2 separate regions of the Sus scrofa genome follow, and region 2 is linked to region 1. Evidence: chromatin contacts called from public HiChIP or PLAC-seq data. All regions are on one chromosome and are shown on one strand. Each heading gives the region's core, a stretch centred on a gene start, on an enhancer-like site or on the middle of the called end of the contact. The rest is flanking DNA. Distances are from core to core; before and after follow the strand shown. Region 1 holds the start of ZNF131 (zinc finger protein 131). Region 2 holds the start of NIM1K (serine/threonine-protein kinase NIM1).

Region 1 (5,825 bases), core at 1,970-4,469:
ACTTCAAGTCATCTTTCCTAGCTTTTTCCATATTATGGCAGCCCACTTCACACTGTGTATATCATCTGCAATGTTGCAAGGAGAGGCCTGCAGCAGCATCTCCACTAGTCTGAAACAAACCCATGAAATAAGATGGAAACTCACGTTTAACACATGTTTTCAAAAGACAATGGCTACTGGTTTTCAGCAATGAAAAAGACTCCTTTAAGGAGTTCCCATCGTGGCTCAGTGGTTAACGAACCTGGCTAGTATCCATGAGGACTCAAGTTGAATCCCTGGCCTCGTGCAGTGGGTTAAGGATCTGGTGTTGCCATGAGCTGTGGTATAGGTTGCAGATGTGGCTGGATTCCGTGTAGCTGTGGCTCTGGTGTAGGCTGGTGGCTAAAACTCTGATTCGACCCTTCGCCTGGGAACCTCCATACGCTGTGGGTGCGGCCCTAAAAAAAAAAAAAAAAGACTCCTTTAAGAAAACAAATACCATTTAACATAATAATTTTTTCCTGAAATTATTTTACCAAGCATGTTACTAAAAGTAAGAATTCTCAGGTGTCAAAAGAACAATTTGTCCAGTCACCTAATGGAAACAACTGATGGCTGTTTCCCAAGGTATCTTGCTAAATTAACTGCATAAAACATCAAATTATGTTTGCTAAATACTATATTTAAAATAAAATAAGCATCTACCTTCTATCTCCACCAAAGGTTCCTGAGTAAACTCCTGAAAGAATTTGTAGAAGAACTTGCTGCAAGCAGCCAAAACAGCCTTGTGGGCCTTAAAATGGTGTCCTAGAGGAAAAAAAGAAAAACAAAATAAAATCATCCATTGTCACAAAAACCAAATAGAAAACATAATATAAAATTAAAGTAAAACAGATCTTTCTTTATCAGCCGTACCCGCGGAATATGGAAGTTCCTGGGCCAGGGACTGAATCTGAGCAGCAGCTGTGACACATGCCACAGCTGTGGCAATGCAGGATCCTTAACCCACTGTGCCAGGCTGGGGATTTGAACAGGCACTGCCACAGAGACACCACCAGATCCTTGACCCTCTGCGCCACAGGGGGAACTCCTAAAATAGATCTTTCTTAATGTAATTATAAAACTATACTCTGGCAGCTATCTTGACAAATTTTAATCTCAATTAGACATGAAGCCAGATCTTTACCTCAAAGGCCTTAAGTCAGTTTTTCATAGGCCACCTCACAATATTTCAGAAAATAAAGGAACCTCCTACTGCTTAAGTCAAAGCCTCAAGCAATTCAATTGAAATTGCTAATATCAATACAACCCAAAAGGTTATATACATCACTGGAAAAGAAAAGAAAAAGCCACAGAATAAGCACCAAGCTGGATGTGTTTACTATGGAAAACATTTTAATATGCCTAATATTTGGAAACTCAATCTACAGCAAACCTATTATAAAAAAGTTTGCCTTAGTCTATTTTCAGTAAATAGGAAAAATACTCTAAGTATTCCTCCATTATAACAACAACTCCCAAGACTGGTAAAAAACTATTTTATTTGGGGGGGTTAAAAAACGTTGTACCAGTGTTACAAAGTCATCTCTCACATTTTCCCTCTAAGACTATGTGGGAAACTAGAATCAACACTCCCCAAATGACTCCTGTGAGACTTCTCAAAGCAGTTTATCATCAGAACTCCACTAACCGAACATTTGGAGACATCCTCCCTATCCCAATACCATCATGGTGCACTAATGTGTGCAATGGGAAACACTTCAAAAGGCTGCAAGTTGTTAAAATGCCATGTTTATGTTGAAAGCGTGACCAGCCTTCTGCAGCATGGTCTACCGTGAGGGGACATTTAAGTGCACACCCCCCGCAGACTTTAGATACAGAGTCCTTAGAAGGTGGGTAAAAAAGGCGGGTGGAGGAAAGGGAGATGAGAACTGAAGCCACAATTCGCTCCTCAGCCCACCACCGTACCCACCGTCGACAATCAAGGTGATGTCAGTAAACCGGTCCTGCTCTCGCTGTTCATTCAATCGGTCCAGGATCATTTTATGATGTTCAGGGAACTCCTGAAGGCATTCCATCGTCTCTTCGGCCTCCATGGCCGTCGGGTTGCTCTACAAAAGAGGAGCATGATAATGTACACTCATGAGCTCGGGCTGAGGAACAAAACCCCTAAAGCATAAAACAACAACAACAAAAAAACAAAACCCAGCAACGTGAAAAGAAGGGGGGAGGGTGAGGCAAGAGGAGAGGAAAACGAGTGAAGAAAGAAAGGCGAGCCGGGCGGCCGCCGCGCGTAGGGCGCCGGAGCCGCGGCCGCGGGACTCCGAGCCTGACCTAATTGGAGTCGGGAGACGCGAGCTGGAGCGGGGTGGGCACAGCGCCGGAGGCTCCGGGCGCTGGGGCGCGCAAGTCCGGCAGGGGAGGGGACCCGACAGCCGCCGCGGCCCTCTAACGGCCCGCCAAGCCCTTCGGCCCGGCCCTGGCTTCCACCGCCCCGGGACCCGGTCCGGCCCGCGGCCCACAACGACTCCCGGGTCGCCTCTCCCTCCCCCGCCCTCCCTCTTCTCCCCCGCCCCGACCGGGCCGGCACTCACTCAGGGAAGGAGGAGCGGCCCGGGCTTGCGCGTCACTTACGTCGACGTGCTGCGTCACCGCGTCGTGCTCCGGCTGACGCGGACGCCTACTGAGCGCCGACCCACTGAGCTACGCCCCCACCCGCCCTCTTGTAGTGGCAGGGCGGAGCTAACGGAGAGGATTTGGCGCTCGCGGAGCCGAGGGCGCCAGCTCTGGAAGGAGGAAGTGCGGGTGTGGTTGGGTTGAGCCGGTATAGGGCCTGGCTTTGTCCTGAGTGGAGCCCCACCTTCCACCCACGCCCACGTCTGATTCCAGGTGTGAACACTTCCAACCCGGACCTCAGAATAAACTCGCAACCGGTTCCCAGTGTGCTTTTGCTTAACCGCCCCCAGTCCCGCCCCGCCCCCTTCCCTCCCAAGGCCTAGGTCCGGCCGCCTTACCTAGCTCACGATCCTCCCTCTCTCCTTTCCGTCCCCGAAAGCCTTTCCTTCTCTGCTCTCCCCTCTTGGGGTGTGACTCGCCCCACGCTTTTCCCTACCCCTAAACGACGCCTCGCCCGCCATTTCCTGCGAGTGTCGGAGCTCTCTCCGCTTGGGTCCGGCCGGCGCACGTGCGCTCGCTCCGAGACCCGGGTGGCCGCCGCGCCGGCTGCGGCGGCCACGGGCGCGAGCACGTTCCGGCCGCCTAGGATCTTCCTCCCGGGTGCCCGCCCTCTCAGTGCTCGGCGAGTAGCACATGTTTGCTAGGCTCAGGACCTGCATCTGCTCTGATTTTTACACCTAGTACTATTACTGCAGCTCTCTGTTTCCCAATCTGCGCGCTTGAAGAGGCCGTTGACCCATAATCAGCTCACGTAACTGAAGTCATTCATTCATTCCTCTGAAAAAATGACTTTTTGAAGATGATATGATCAAGGCTTAGTCTTTTCTCTCAAAAGGAAGATTGGGATTAGGGAAGAATTTAGTATTGATTAAGGGTAAATGTAACTATTTCATTAGTCATTTATTGAGAGCCGGCGTTGTGCTAAGGCACTGTTTAAGGGACTGGGAAATCCAACAGTGAATAACTCATATGTAGTTTCTGCCTTCCCAATCTTAGTTTATGGAGGAGACATTTTGAACATTTAATTGCATGAGTGCTGACTACCGAGTGTTATGAGATGTGAAGAACAAGATAATCTGGGAGTCAAGGAAAACTGGTGACCTATAAGAAGCAATATGAAGTTGAGTGTTCTTAGCCAAGAGGCACCAAGGCTACAGCATTCCAGGAGCTGAAAGAATGTTACTAGACAGACCCACAGGGGCCTTGTAAAAAGTGCTGAAGATGTTAAGATTTTCTTATAGTCACAATGGAAAGTCTTGAAGGTTGAGCAGGAAAGCGACATGGTAAATTTTACTTTTTTTTGTCCTGGCTCAATGTATTGTGGAAATTCCTAGGTCAGGGCTGCTGCAGTGACCACACTGGATCCTTAATCTGCTGCACCACAAGGGAACTCTGTTTAAGAAGAGAATTATAGGGAGTTCCCGTTGTAACACAGCGGAAATGAATATGACTAGGAACCATGAGGTTGCCGGTTCCATCCCTGGCCTTTTTCAGTGGGTTAAGGATCTGGTGTTGTCCTGAGCTGTGGTGTAGGTCGCAGACGCTGCAAGGTTCCTGTGTTGCTGAGGCTCTGGTGTAGGCTGGCAGCTGTAGCTCCGATTCAACCCCTAGCCTGGGAACCTCCATATGCTGCGGGTGTGGCCCCAAGGGGGGCAAAAAAAAAAAAGAGAATTATAGCTCTAATATGGAAAATAGATTAAATGGGACAAAATACAAAGAGTAAAGACTTATTGAGAAGGTGTTAGTAATCTAGATGAAACCATGGTGGCAAATGGGATTAGAAAACTAGATGGAATATGAAAAAAGTACATGTATATAAAGAAAAAACTAGATAGAATCTAGAGACAGAATCAACATTGTCTGGAAAGTACCTCATGGCTATATATATAAGAGAGAACAGTCAAGGATGGCTTCAAGATTTTTGGCTTGAGCTGGTAGGTTGTTGGTACCATTTACCAAAATAGGGAGTACAACTGGAGGAACTGACTGGGGAGAGATGAGGCAGGGAAGGATAATTTTAAGGAGACAGCTAAATGGAGACGATGTCGTCTAAGTAATTCATATAAGAATCTATGGAGCTTAGAAAAGAGAGCTAACCTTAGAGATTTGGAAAATTTTAGCATAAAGAGGATATTGAGGCCACGAAAATGGATGAGATTGTTTTAGGAGAATCTGCAGAGATGATAGACTGGTAGCTTATAGGTCTAATTGGACTGCTGGTGTTTTAATATCATCATCATCATTATTCATAGCTGAGGAAATCACACTTATAAATAGGCATTTGGGAAATTCCAGTATATAGGGCTGCTTTCCTGTAGAACAACAATAGGATTAAGCCAGATAGAGACTACCATCTCTGTGTAGGATTTGAACTATCCAGTTCACCACAGCCCCCAATCACTTTCTAGTGTCTTCGACCCAGTGCATATCATTCAGTTTTTACTTGTCTTTTTCCTAAAGCATTTGAATTTGGACTCTTGGCCTATAGGGTCATAATGAAAGAGGGTATAGTACTTTATCCCTGAGAAGTATCAAGTTTGTGGGCTTAGTGGGAAAGAAAGACTCTGGAAGGACAGTATGGTAGCTGGAGAAAGGGAAAACTGGAGGAGCATGACATCAATGAGGTCAGTGTTTCAAAAGAGGGGGTATAATCAGTAGTACTACAAGTGCTCAAGCTAAATAATGATTAGAAATGGTCCGGGTCGGGGTGGGGGAAACCCATATCCAAGTAGGTTAAGGAATAATTAAGAAAAGAAATTGAGATGATTCTTAATGATAGAACTCATTAGAAAGTGAGAGAATAGAGAAAGGAGTACCTGTAGAGAGTGATGGATCAAGTCAGTTTTAGTTTTTGTGTTTTGAGATGGGAGAGACCTAACTAACTTAAATGCTGATAGAGGAAAATCCAGCAGAGGAAGATGATAAAAATACAGGAGGAAAAGGGGCTAATTGTGCAAAAGGGGAAGAGACTGGAGAAGATGAAGTTGAGAGAATAGGTGAACAAATCAGCCTTAGATAAGAAGAAGGACATCTTGGAATTCCTGCTGTAGTGCAGCAAGTTTAGGATGTCTCTGCAGCAGCTCAGGTTTGATCTCTGGCATGGCACAGTGTGTTAAGGAGCCAGTGTTGCCGTAGCTGCTGCATCATTGCAGCTGCAGCTCAGATTTAAT
Region 2 (5,589 bases), core at 2,836-5,335, 44 kb before region 1:
TGTGAGTTTTCTTCTCACTTAAAACCCTTTTTTCCCTACAGTTTTATTTTTCTCTTAATTTTAAATTATTTCTGCCACTCCACCTTGTTGTCTCTCTTCTCATCTACATTTTCTCTAAGTCCTAGCTGATTCTCAAGTTCATAGACATGCTAAGTGACTTTAGTTTTTGTCTCTTAATTTTCCAAGCAGTTAGCTGAAATTACTGGTCTTTTTTTTAAATTACTCAGTGAATTTTATTACATTTATAGTTGTACAACAATCATCACAACTCAGTTTTATAGCATTTCCATCCCAAACTCCAGGTGCACCCCCCCACCCCCAAACCTATCTCATTTGGAAACCATAAGTTTTTCAAAGTCTGTGAGTCAGTATCTGTTCTGCAAAAAGTTCAGTCTGTCCTTTTTTCAGATTCCAATGTCAGTGAAAACATTCGATGTTGCTGTCTCATTGTCTCGCTGACTTCACTTAGCATGATAATGTCTAGGTCCATCCATGTTGCTAAAAATGCCGTTATTTCATTCCTTTTAATGGCTGAGTAATATTCCATTGTGTATATGTACCGCTTCCTCTTGATCCACTCCTCTGTTGATGGACATTTAGGTTGTTTCCATGTCTTGGCAATTGCATATAGTGCTGCAATGAACATTGGAGTACATGTGTCTTTTTGAGTCATGGTTTTCTCTGGATAGATGCCCAGGAGTGGGATTGCTGGATCAAATGGTAATTCTATTTTTAGTTTTCTAAGGAATCTCCGTACTATTTTCCACAGTGGTTGCACCAATTTACATTCCCACCAACAGTGTATTGGGTTCCCTTTTCTCCACACCCTCTTCAGCATTTATTGTTTTTAGACTTTTTGATGATGGCCATTCTGGCTGGTGTAAGGTGGTACCTCATAGTGGTTTTGATTTGCATTTCTCTAATAATGAGTGATGTTGAACATCTTTTCACGTGTTTTTTGGCCATCTGAGAAATTACTTGTCTTTTGAATGCAACTTGCCCATCTGTAAAACTGGTTAATATGCCTTAGGATGTATAATGACGGCTGAGCTATCTTTGAAGTTCTCGAGAGAAAGTAATTTATGAACTGTGACCTGATTCATTCAAATCGTAGACTATTTTTGCCTTCTTCTCCTTCTCCTTATTTTGGCCACACCCGAGCCAGGAATTGAATCCACACCACATTAGCGACCCAAGATCTCTGCAAAGACAATGCTGGGTCCTTAACCGGCTTCACCGCAAAGGAACTCCAGACTACTGCCTTCTTAAAAAATTGAATATTTCCTTTTCCCCTGAAATTTATTTATTTATTTTTTAAAATTTTTTATTTTCCCACTGTACAGCAAGTGAGGTTTATAAATTAAGTTCTAGAGAAATTTTTCTAGAATAACCATAGGAAATGACAACCATAGAATGACAACCATAGAATGAAACAAATTTATAACAGTTTGTCCCTTCAACAACTGAAAGAAAATCAGCCAATGAATTAAGGTTCCTTAGTTCCTAGAGAAATGCTGTAATGAGATTTAAAGAATGCAGTTGGATTTTACATTATATTTTATTTTTCACATTTCTCAAAATGGAACAAGATATTTGGCTAAAACATTAATTTACTATGACAAGTTCTTTTTTTAAGCTCTAAGTCTGGGGTTTTCAAATTTTCCAATTATGTGCTATCAACATATAAGTTTAATTTATAGGATTTAATGCTCAGGAATTGTGGATGTGTAAAAAATATAGTCCTTTAAAGACATCAACACTTACTAATAAAAGTATTTAAATGAGACCATCTCTCCACCCAAATTAAACCTTCTTAACTGAAAACCTAAGGCTAAACCAAGAGCATAAAAATAGACTCGATGGCCTATCTGTAGTTATTACTGGGAAATTTAGATTTCACACAAAACGGCCTTTATTTTAAATACAGATAGTTATTGGGGAAAAAAGCACACACCTCAAACTAAATATCTATCCACATTTTTTTCCTAGCACAGAAGGAGGCCTCTCAAAAGATTTTCTCAGGCTTACCACTTAACAGTGGTCAAGCCAAAAATAAACACATGAGGACTTTACTAGGCAAATTCAACACCACACAAAACACCAGTCCATGGAGAGCTGGACTTAGCTTTTTCCCTATTAGCCTCTTTCTGGGCCTCCCACCTACATCCCCCATCTCCTAATTAGAAAGCTAATTAGGATTCCAAATTTATTGCTAAATGGGGAGAGCTATCTGGTCCCCGGCCAGGATTCCTTTAACATCAAACACTCTCCTCTCCCTCCCTTAGTGCAGTAAGCTGTGAGAAGAGATCTGGGCCAGCAGGACTGATTGGCTGGAGGGCAGTGTTTACTCTCAGCTGTCTGAGAGGGAAGATCCGTTTCACAAACTGCAAACTCTGAAAAGACAGAATTAAACAACAACATGTCCTGGGCTTTTAGTACTTTAAAGAAACAAGTATCTTATAGGCTCAATTATTATTACCATGGTAACATGAGGGAAGGTGGGGAGATCTCCTCAAGAACAGTTCCTGGTTCCAGTCAGGCAGCGTCTCAACAGTGCAGGGAGACTTCTTCAGTTACCATGGGAACCGAAATTAGAAGTGCTTTTGCAACACTAACAGAAACCATCTTTTGAAGCTCTTCTGTGAATCACATTGAATACTGATGATGCAAGCTTGAGCGACACATATTTTTCAAACATTAAAAAAAAAAAACCCACCATATTGCCATAAACAAATACTCATTTTAGATTCCTCTTTCCAATCCTGACTTAACTCGGAATCGATTTTTCGGTCTGGTTTTGTCTCCCTTTTGGCTTCCCGCAACCTCGACTGCAAAGACGATTTATTTAATTTCCAAACTTGTCTGGATTGCACGGGTGAGAGCTTAGAACGTGGTTCATTCAATCTCGGTTTGAAATGGGTGAGCAATGGGGTGGGGGAGGGTGGGTCTAATAGAGAACCCTCTTGTCTAATAAACTCCGGAGGACGAAAACGGCGAGGGTGGGGTGCGGAGAGGGGGAAAAAAGCTGAGAGGAACTGAGGAGGAGGGACAGAGGAAAGGGACGAAAAAAGTGCACCGGTTGAACCTTCGATGCCCGTGTTAGGACTAAAAGCACCTTTATCCGTTGCCTTGACCTCTTCATCCACTCAGATACTGTCAGGCACACAAAAGCTGATGAGAAATGGCGTTTTAAAGACCCTGTTGCGATCCTCTCCGGGTGGTACCCCGGAATTCTCGAGCTCCCAATATTCCTGAAGGGACCTCAGGTTAGAGGAGACAGCTTCTCCCTACTTGCCCAGTCTTTCAAAAGAAGCATCTTCAGGGCACAAAGCCGTGTGGGGTGTGGCGGAGGGTTCATTCCTCTGGGCCGCGGCCGTTCTCTGTCAGTTGTCTCCACCGCCCACCGCCAAGTCAGGATCACGCAGGTTCCCCCGCCCTGGTTACAAACTCTCGAGTTTTGGGTTCGCTCCGGCTGGGGCTGGTGGCGCGCAGCTGGTGTGCACGGGGCGAAACGCTGGGCTGCCCTCCCCGCCTCACGTGTGGGCGATCACACAGACAAGGGTGCCCACCCCAAGCCGGGACTCAGGGACACAAGCGCACACACCTCTGGGCGCACGCGTCATCCAGGCACCCGCCGCACCGCCGGCCCACCCTGGACTCTGCCTCTTACGCCCTCTCCTCTCGCGCGCGAAGGGCCTGGGAGGGGACGCCCCCAAAAGCACGTAACCTTCTCCTGACCCCAGTTTGCCCCCCCCTCCCCGGAGTTGTGTCTCCCTTTCCCCTCAGGTTGTGAGGAGGGGAGGCGCCCCTCCTCAGCACCCAGGTCTGCAGCTACTCGGAGGAAGAGGCGACCAGGTCGGGCTCTGGCTGCGAGCCCCGCGGCCCTCGCTTACCTGGGGCGAACCCAGCTCGCGGACTGGCAGTGCCGCGCAGGGTCAGGCGCTCCGGGTGGTTGGCGCTGGCGCGGGGGTTGCGTGGGTGCCCGGGCGCAGCGGCGGGGCGGGAGGCTCCCGGAGCTGTCAGGGGCGGTTGACCTGACTGACCGCGGCCGCTGCAAACCCGGCGCGCCGGCGCGGCTCGGCTCCGCCAAGGGGACCGAGGGGCCCCACAGCGTTTCCCGAAGGACCAATCCGGAGAGGGGGGCTGGCCTGGGGGAGGAGGAGGGGGAGGGGAGAGCTGGGACCGGGAGGCCGGTTGGGCAACTGGGCGCGGGCCTGGACCTCTAGTCTGGTTTCTATGGCAGCAAGGAGGGAGGGGCTGTAGGAAGGGGAGCTGGCTTTGCAGGGGCACCCATCGCAGACTCCCGAGGAGGGGGTTTTGGCCCTGCCACAGAGAGAACCCCTCCTAGAGCACGGACGGGAAACTGCGACACAGCCGAAAGAAGGTTGACACTGCTCCCATCAAGTCACGCCTCATACTGAGCCGCTTCATACTCTTGATCAAAAAGGTTTCTGTGTCCTTGGGAGTCTCGACCCGGTAATCTTCCCAACTAAAGGGAGTTTTCTAGCAAACCACCGTGAGAGCTCCTTCGGGTGAGTCTGGCAGGGTTTAGGCTCTGCAGAAAGAAGTGCCAATGCCACCCTCTGCCCTGATTTCCTCTCAAACATTTGGCCTGGCTCCTTTGGTGGCACTTAGGCAGTGGATCTCCACTTTCCTGTGTGCCCCCCAGCTGTGACCCTCTGGCTAATGGTAGATGTCAAACTTCCAGTTTACAAACAAAGAGGGAATGTGACCCACCGAATACTAAAGCATTGAGGTGATTTACTCCTTCATTTTACAGAGGAGGGAATTGAAGACAGAGAAGTCAGTTAACTTAGTCAGGGTCACACAGCTGCGTAATGGTAGAGCCAAGACTAGGGACCTTAGGTCACAGCTCAGTGAGCACTCTCCACCTCCTCATGTTGCTCTATCCTGGATTCACAGTTGCCAGGGCATATTTACAAAAGCAAAAGAGCTGAGGAGAAAAGTAACCTAAGTTTAAAAACCTTTTTTTTTTTGTCTTTTTAGGGCTGCAGGTGCAGCATATGGAAGTTCCCAGGCTAGGGGTCTAATCAGAGCTGTATCTGCAGGCCTACACCAGAGCCACAGCAATGCCAGATCCGAGCCGACCTACATGGAAGCTCACGGCAACACTGGATGTTGAACCCACTGAGCAAGGCCAGGGATCGAACCTGAAAGATCATGGTTCCTAGTAGGTTTCCTTTCCACTGCGCCAAGACAGAAACTCCTAAAAACCTTCTTATGGTAGAAATTAGAGAACCCAAAGATTCCTGTTTTTGCTACCTACAGACATTGTTATAAATGCTTTCACAAAGAGTAACTGATTAAATCCTCATAATAACTTTTTAAGTTAGGTGCTCTTATTAGCATCCCTGTTTTTACAGATGAGGAGAATGAGACCTAGAAAGGTTATTTGACTTGCTCAGTGTCGCAGTATGACTTGTTCAGTGCTGGTTTTGGGATTCAAACCCGGCAGTCTGACTGGAGTCTGGTGCACTTCCTCACTTCCCTCTGCTGCCTCTTTGAATGATGATTAAAGGAGCCAGAACAAAAACGGCAAGAAATAAAACCTTGGACAGCTCCACGAAT

Evidence for each region. HiChIP or PLAC-seq counts read pairs in DNA pulled down with a chosen protein or histone mark.
Region 2: an H3K27ac HiChIP or PLAC-seq map of skeletal muscle shows a contact between it and region 1. The contact joins the promoter of NIM1K here to the promoter of ZNF131 in region 1. A contact is called at or near these places in 5 of 47 Hi-C or Micro-C datasets (brain, epiblast stem cells, fetal heart ventricle and 2 more) and 2 of 2 datasets of contacts at active chromatin or transcription factors (alveolar macrophages and skeletal muscle).

What each region holds. Positions count from the first base shown.
Region 1 is chr16:27,811,368-27,817,192 of Sscrofa11.1, reverse strand. It overlaps ZNF131 (zinc finger protein 131), which reads right to left and starts at 3,219. Exons shown (of 7, transcript XM_021076671.1): 1 at 2,994-3,219; 2 at 1,952-2,090; 3 at 685-786. The coding sequence starts at 2,075.
Region 2 is chr16:27,856,604-27,862,192 of Sscrofa11.1, reverse strand. NIM1K (serine/threonine-protein kinase NIM1) reads right to left here and starts at 4,085. Exons shown (of 5, transcript XM_021077039.1): 1 at 3,894-4,085.